2 separate regions of the Mus musculus genome follow, and region 1 is linked to region 2. Evidence: chromatin contacts called from public Micro-C data. All regions are on one chromosome and are shown on one strand. Each heading gives the region's core, a stretch centred on a gene start, on an enhancer-like site or on the middle of the called end of the contact. The rest is flanking DNA. Distances are from core to core; before and after follow the strand shown.

Region 1 (3,842 bases), core at 787-3,286, 71 kb before region 2:
ACCCAGATTAGGCTCCTTTCAGCTGCCAGCTCACAACTGTCTGCACTTCCCAGGAGATCTGACATCTTCTTTCTGTTTCTGCAGGCACTTGCACTCATGACTTCATTAACTATAAACACACACATACATCTACACATATTAAAGACAAAAATAATTAAAAAAAAAAAACAGGACTTGTTAAGGAGAAGTTGTCAAGAAAACTCTTAAGTTTTCAAATCAGACATGGAGTGAAAATGCCACTTGTGAATATGAAAGACCTGGAAAGGGGTCAGCTTAACATAGAAGAAACTATATTTTCTTCCATATTTACAGAATGCAGTAATGACAGGGCACTGAAATAGAAATAGAGAGACTACATTTATGTATGACAAAATGCAACACAATAACAACTGGACCCTCAAGGCCAAATGAGATGGCCTGCAGTATTTGGATACCCAGGACTTAACAAAAATAAGCTTCTTTCTTTTTTAAAATGCTCAGCTACAAATAAATGCACCCTATAATTTCCTTGACATTTCAGGATATTTATGTATGACTTTGGTTTCAAAAAGTTAAATTTGTTTTGAGGAGAACAATGTGGATAGAACTTTGAGTGGTACCCAAAGTTAGGAACAGGAAGAAAAGCACTCAAGCAAACCAGGAAGCACTGAAGGAAAGGATCCTCTTAAAAGCAAAGGATAGTAAACCGAATAAAATACAAGCGATTGGGAGTGAGTTGGAACTGGAGGTGAAACAAGAGTCTAGCTCTGACCTTTGCACAAACGTTATGTGCCCCAAATAAAGTAACAAATCCCATCTTTACTGGCTGAAAAAAACAACTTCAAGTACAGACTGTTCTTGTATCAATTCTGCATGGGAAAGTATGGATGTATTAATATAGACTAGTGCAGCTGACCTTTTCACTAATCTGACATCATTATGAAGAGGGCCACTGTTACCAAGATTTTAAAATTAGATGGAGAAATACAAAACAAGATAGAGAATAGAACAATTAGCAAAAACTATGAAGCGAGGTCTTTATATTGGAGATTCATCTAATATGCATACCGAATTTCACAAAATAGCTATATGGAATTTGGTACAACTGACTGCTTCACTAAAACATAAGCTTTTCAATTCACTCTTATGTACTTTTATAATAATCCTCACTTTTTAAAAACATTCTTCCCATTTCCTTGTGGTAATGAACCGCCTTGAGAACCTGAAATATATTTTTGACAATCAGGAATTCGGTCCATAATACAACTTGGAAATGAAAATGGTAATTTTAAATGCATTCTAGGATAGCCGCTTATGTCACATCTATCTCCTAAGATATTCCTTGAAGGTCACTTTTCTTTAAAGTTATTGCTGTAATGGGCGTGAAAACTGGTCGTACCACCCCCCGCCCCGCCCCCAGCATCATGACAGAAATGACAGTGACAAGAGGCTCTGCAACCTGCTGACTCATACAGTTTTTTTCATCTTTTAAAAGGGACGCGCATCTGGTTCTGCTTAAGCAACAGCGCACTGGGATAGGACGGGAAGAAAAAGCAAATCGCTGAGAAGTAAAAATATCCAGCCACCAAAACACAAAGCACACGCTGCCCAGTCAAGGTCGAGGTAGATCAGAGAAAACGTCGCGTCTCCAGTGATCTGCCAGAGAACAGCCCATTCAGGACCCGGCGTGCCACTGCAGAGAGGGGCTGGGCGGGACCACCGGCGGGGGCGGGGCGCAACCAACCAAAACACCCGGCGGCCACGCCCGCGGCATCGGGGCGTCGGGGCCAAGCGCCCGCCAGGACCCCGAGGCCTGCGTATCGGGCCTCCGAAACGCCCGCGGGAGAGCCCGGCGAAGCGCCCACGCCACGGAGGCCACCTGCCACCCCGCCGCCTTCCGGCCACTCACCGGGACGCAGGCAGTAGTCACGGGCGCCGCGGCCGCCACTCGCCTCCCGCCAGCTCTGAGGTCCGCATCGGCCCGCCCGGCCTGCTCGCAGCTGCGGCGCCCGGACCCCAAACACTGGCGTGACCAGCACCACCCACCGCTACGCCCCGCCCCCAGCGGAAGTGACGCAAGCTCTAGGGCCTGTTTTTCTGCCTTCTGCCCTCCTAAGCCTACGTAATAGGGCGTGGCTGTGGAGAGAGGGAGGGGCGGGGAGTTTGTTGGAGCTGAGTGCTTGGGAGAGGCACCGCTTCGGAAGGGGCAAGTGCTACTTTTATGATCTGTTGTGACGGTTAGGCGGAGATCAATGGCTTTTAATCTCAGCGCTGTCTCAGAGTAGAGTGCCTGGTTGCTTGCTTGCGGGTTACCAATAGTTCAGAAATAAGTTCAGCTGGGCTGAGCGTGCCAGAAGACTCTGCGCGCGCTGTGTTGCCTAGGTTCCAGGGAACCGCTTTAACCGCAGCCTGGATGTGAGCAGCCTGGCTGGACCCTGTGATCCTGCTGTGGTGATACCTCCTCTTTGTTTCTAGAACAGCTACGGGGTCTGTCAACTTAAAAGCTCTTTGTCATATACCATCTTGTGGGAGTTAGCGTGTACTACCCCTTTGATGGTCTTGTAATCAACACGTTGAAATTTTTGTATACCAGGGAGGCAAACTACAACCCGCCACAGGTCTAGTGCTATCTAGTTAACTAGACCATCAGATTAGGACCTCAGTGTTCACCTTCAAGAGTAGCAGAGGGCCAGCCCTTAAAATGAAAATGATTGTAAAGCCCTTTAGGAAGGGCATTACATGTGCTGCCAGATTCACTGACAGTTTTTAATTAAGGGGCTTTGGATTACAGAGGTTAAACATTACAAAGGTAAAAAATGTAGTAGGCCTATAAACTCGAGGCGAGAGCAGGCTACATGAGGAGACCTTGACGTTTCTTTCCCCTAAAAATTAAAGAAAAAAAAGAAAAAAGAGTAAATGAGCATACTAGGCATTTGGTTAACACATGATATTGGGTTGTGTCTACCATACTGTCTGGTAAACCCTAGCAGTGTATTAGCTGTTAAATAGCCTCACAACAGCTCAAATATGTACTCCAAAAATTAAGAAAGGCTTGGAAATAACTTTAGCTCTTGATTTTTTTATTATTAATTTACTAATATTAAAATACCCTGACACTATTGAAATGGTAGAAGGTCAGAACTATTACCATAGTGAGCTGTCAGCTCCAGGTTCTGACACAACAAAGAGTAGAGTTTAGAACAGTAGGCAAAGGGGGTGGTCATTGGATGGAAGATTACTAAGAAATGACATCACGTCAAAGGTAACAGACATTCTTGCTGAAAAGAAGCAGATTCTTGGTGAGAGAAGATGAGAATGACCAGATACCAAGAGTGGGGATTAATTTCATATCAACTTAGACGATTCCTCCTAACACTGGACTTAGATAGGTCCAAGGCAGAGGCCAAAAGATGACAGGTACTGTGAAAAGTCATAAAAGGAACCTAACTAAATCTTGGTCAAGCAGTCAGTAACTCACCATGCCTTCTCCCTTTGTTTCTAATGTTTAATAATGTAATTCCTTAAGTTAGATAATATACCCAGATTTTCTTCCTATGTTAGAAATTTCCATGCAACTGTCAATTCCTCCTCTCCTTCCCTTGTCAGTAATTTTACCTCTAATCAGAAATAAAGCTTAATGGATCTTCCTTTACCATCTCTTACAATTTCTTCAGCTCTGTGCTCTCGCCCTCCTTTTTCCTTAGTGTAGAGCTTGCTGTATGTCAGTCTCACATAAACTGGTTCTACAGTTTGTAACTAACCTCTAACCCAGTCTCTTCTGCAGGGAAAGTTATCTTTCAGAATTGCAAAATGATCATGTGTTTTCCCAGAGCAGAAAGATTGGGCCAGGAGCACTTCTTCGG
Region 2 (3,616 bases), core at 199-2,698:
AAAAGGCTTGGTCCTTAGCTGGTGGTGCCATCGAAATTTGATTAGCTTAATTGATGGATTATTTGCTTGATAGATTTAAATTCTTGATGCATAACATGGCATTATTAAGAGTAGGCTATAGTGGGGATATGCCCTGGAAAGACAGCACCTTGCCCCAACTGTTGGCAATCAGGCACATCTAGGGACATCTAGAAGTGACTTCACTCCAATCAGGTATCTTTACAGCCAGTTCTCGGGGGACCTAGCTGAAGAGGTGACAGCGTTGATCCTTTGCACGTGTGCCACGGCCCTTGTCCCATGTCCTTTTACAAATGCATCACAGGCCCAATAAAAGCCTCGTTCTTCCTGCACCCCCTTTTCTCTCCACCCTGTCCCAGGGCCTGTCTCTTTCCCCTCTCAACAAACCTCCCAGGTGAGACCTGCTGCATGTTGTGATCTCTTTGGGACTTGCTGCTTAGTTCTAACACCAGTTCCCTCTACTGCTGTGAAGTGAGCAGCTCAGCTCTACTATGTACTTTTTACCATGGTGCAATCCCAAAACCAAAGGAGCCAAACATCCATAGACCTTGCAAGACCTTTGGGACTGAGTCAAGATTCATTCTGATCTAAAGGAAATGCACTCTTATGCTGTCATCATCTTAGGAATGTGGCTACTCTGACCAACACAAGAAGACCCTGCCTCTGAGCCAGAAAGAGTGCCTCAGGGGGGCAGAAAGTCTTCCCATGCCTTCTTAGACATCTCAGTTACCAGGGCTGTAAGAAACACATCTTCTTTTTATAGGCCTCCCAGGCCGAGGAATTCTGTTACATCAGTCTGAACAGACTAAGATAGTGGGCTTCTTAGCGCTTCTAGGATGCTCATCTATTCTGGGACTCCCTTGGAGACACATAATAGATGACTATTCTATTATTGGTTGTCAAATCGATTATATCTAGAATTAACTAAAAACTCATGCTACTAGACACACCTGTGAAGGATTTTTAGTTAACTGTATGATTTAAGGTAGGAAGACTCACCTTAAATCCAGATCACGTGAGTTCATCTTAATCTGAGCTCTGATTGTCCTCCCTGAAACTGAGCTATACCTTCTCAAGGCAGCTTATATATAAAGGACCTGGAAGAAGGAAACTTTTGGTTTCTGCCTGTTTGCCCTCATTTTCATTGGCAAGTTCATAGATCCCGGTGCTGAGGGATTCCTTCTCTGGTTTTAGGGTGATGGATTTAGGACCTTAATTCAGGATTCCAAAGTATACTGAGAACTAGCTGAAGCATCTAGCCACGTGGGCTCAACAGCTTGGCCTTTCCCCTGGGAGACAGCCATTGTTGAGCTAGCTGGATCACAGTCTGTAAGATGCTCTAATAAATCCCCATTGATATGGTTGTGCCCTGACTGCAAGAACCCCTGAGATCATCAGGAACCACAACTCTGATGCAAGCATATGAGAGTATTCGAGCTGAAGCTCGGGCCATGAACCTTCCTGATGCAACAGGATAGGAGAGTGGCCCCAGGATCTAGGAAAGAGGGTTTATTAAGGAAAACCCAGAAGCATTGGAATTAATGAGAGGAAAAAGAAATGTTGGCTTTTAAGCTAATTGGTTTATAGGACCTGATTAAACCACAAGGAGGGAACATGGATCAAAAAGGAGAGTCTTGACCTGGGAACGACTTATGTTTTCTTAGCTCACTCTTATCAGCTAGCTGCAGCTGCTGTGTCTATTTTGCAACTGCCAGGGACATTTCCTGATTTTTCTCAGACCTCAAGGGTGGGGGCCATGCCTCTCTAAAGGCAAGTTAACATAGACTCTTAAAAACAAAATGGAGTTTATTCTGCTACCTCAGTCCCTTCAATGTATGTTTATTTATATATATTCTATCAATACAAATTTATTCATATTCTATCTGTTTTGTTTCTCTAGGGCAGTGGTTCTAAACCTGTGGGTTATGACCCCTTTGGGGTTCAAATTACACTTTCACAGGGGTTGCATATCAGATATTTACATTACAATTCATAACAGTAACAAATTATAGTTATGAAGTAGCAATGACAATTTTATGGTGGTGGGTCACCATAACACGAGGGTCACGAGGGTATTAAAGGGTCACAGAATTAGGAAGATGGAGAATCTAGAGTGCTGGGGACCAGCCCAGGCTGTTCTTTCTTGTTTGGTTCTTTCTGAGGCATCGGAGAGGTAAGACTTAGTCTTACCAGATACTTAGGGTTATTGTATAATAATAAAACATTACCTATCTTAAGTCTAAGTCCCTTTGCTACAGTAGCTGACCTGCCTTCTGTGAGTTCCTCTGAGGTGAGAAACTGTTTAGCACCTCATCATAAAACAGCAGGGGATTAAGTGAAAGGATTTATTGCTACTGCACCTTTCTTTCTTACTTTCTTAGCCTCTCTGGTTAAGCTGGTTAACTCTTTATGAACCAGAGAGAAAGGAAAGATGCTTTGTACAGGCAAATATGCACAGGCACATATACATTCAAACATTCATACACCCACACTCTAGCTGGGCCCAACTGTCTGTCAATCAACCCTACAAGTATTCATGCATGCCTACATGCATACATATATACCCTACACACAAACATATAGACAAACAGACAAACACACTTGTATGTGTGTGTGTGTGTGTGTGTGTGTGTGTGTGTGTGTGTGTATTTCTTTTCTCTGGTCTTTTATACCTCCTTCTTTACACAAAAGTTCCCTAGAAAATTACCTCAAAGATAAAATGTTAAAAGGAATGGGAGTTACAGAAGGATGTTGACATTAAGTTCAAAGCAATGTGTCATTATAATATACTTGTTAAAAGTTTTTTTTTTTTAACTTGTTAAAGTAACAGTTTCTGTATGGCCTTGCCTTATCATAGTGCATATCTGTGACTTTACCCTTGGGACTAAATGTTTTTCCTTGAACACAAAATTGGCCCAAGTCGCTTTCTCCTTTTAGTGTAATTATGAAATCTCATTGTATTTATTATTATGCAACCTTTATTTATTATTTGGAGGAGTGGGCACATTTTATTCTTGATTCTAACTTTATTACATCTTTCTAGCAAATAAGAGCATCTCTAAAAACTTTTCTCCTAAAATTATTTGAATCATGTCAGAACTTCTATAGAACCATTATCTATTTGTCTATATAGCATTACTACAAGATACTTCATCTTTGGGTCTGCAGACGTCTGCTCAAAAGGGTGGGTTAGTACCTAGTGATTGCTATACATTTAATAATAATAGTAAAAGCACAGGAATTTTTCCTAAAATGAATATCTCCAGGTAGAGGGAAATAGTTCAAAACACTAATATAAGACGTTTGGAAGTAGAGCTCAGTGGTAGAACACTTGCCCAGTATGCCTGGTGATCTGAGCTCAATGCTCAGGGCTGAAGAATAAAATTAATGTGATACTTAATTTTTTCCACCTATGTGAATTAGTTAAAAATTTCTGTTTTTATTCCTGTTGTAAATTTTTATAATAAAATTTCGAGTAAGTATTGGGGAAATGGTCCCCTGTTGTAGGAGAAGGCAAAGGATTCTTTTCCTCTCTCAGTCTCAAATTACATCCAAAAACTCCAATCATTACAAAGGAGTTTAAAGGGAAGGATAGAGA

What was found. A called contact is a pair of places that touch in the nucleus more often than the background predicts.
Region 1: a Micro-C map of the G1E-ER4 cell line shows a contact between it and region 2, with 2.8 times the contacts expected there. The contact joins the promoter of Pnpla8 here to the enhancer-like site in region 2. A contact is called at or near these places in 15 of 39 promoter capture datasets (the 3T3-L1 cell line, 3T3-L1-derived adipocytes, the C10 cell line and 12 more), 2 of 15 datasets of contacts at CTCF or cohesin (the NIH/3T3 cell line and large pre-B cells), 57 of 484 Hi-C or Micro-C datasets (B cells, the Ba/F3 cell line, the C2C12 cell line and 42 more), 27 of 115 datasets of contacts at active chromatin or transcription factors (the 230-238 cell line, CD8 T cells, bone marrow-derived dendritic cells and 19 more) and 5 of 9 other capture datasets (adipose tissue, bone marrow-derived macrophages, liver and 2 more).

What each region holds. Positions count from the first base shown.
Region 1 is chr12:44,267,348-44,271,189 of GRCm38.p6, reverse strand. It overlaps Pnpla8 (patatin-like phospholipase domain containing 8), which reads right to left and starts at 2,036. Exons shown (of 10, transcript NM_026164.2): 1 at 1,889-2,036.
Region 2 is chr12:44,196,148-44,199,763 of GRCm38.p6, reverse strand. No RefSeq gene overlaps it. Among named protein-coding and RNA genes, the nearest start is that of Dnajb9, 12 kb to the left of the region's middle. Within about 2 kb of position 1,448, at least 31 of the 459 cell types and tissues checked have an H3K27ac peak or open chromatin away from gene starts, as enhancers often do. A contact at or near this core is called in the Ba/F3 cell line, the G1E-ER4 cell line, the HPC-7 cell line and 6 more, where this site is marked.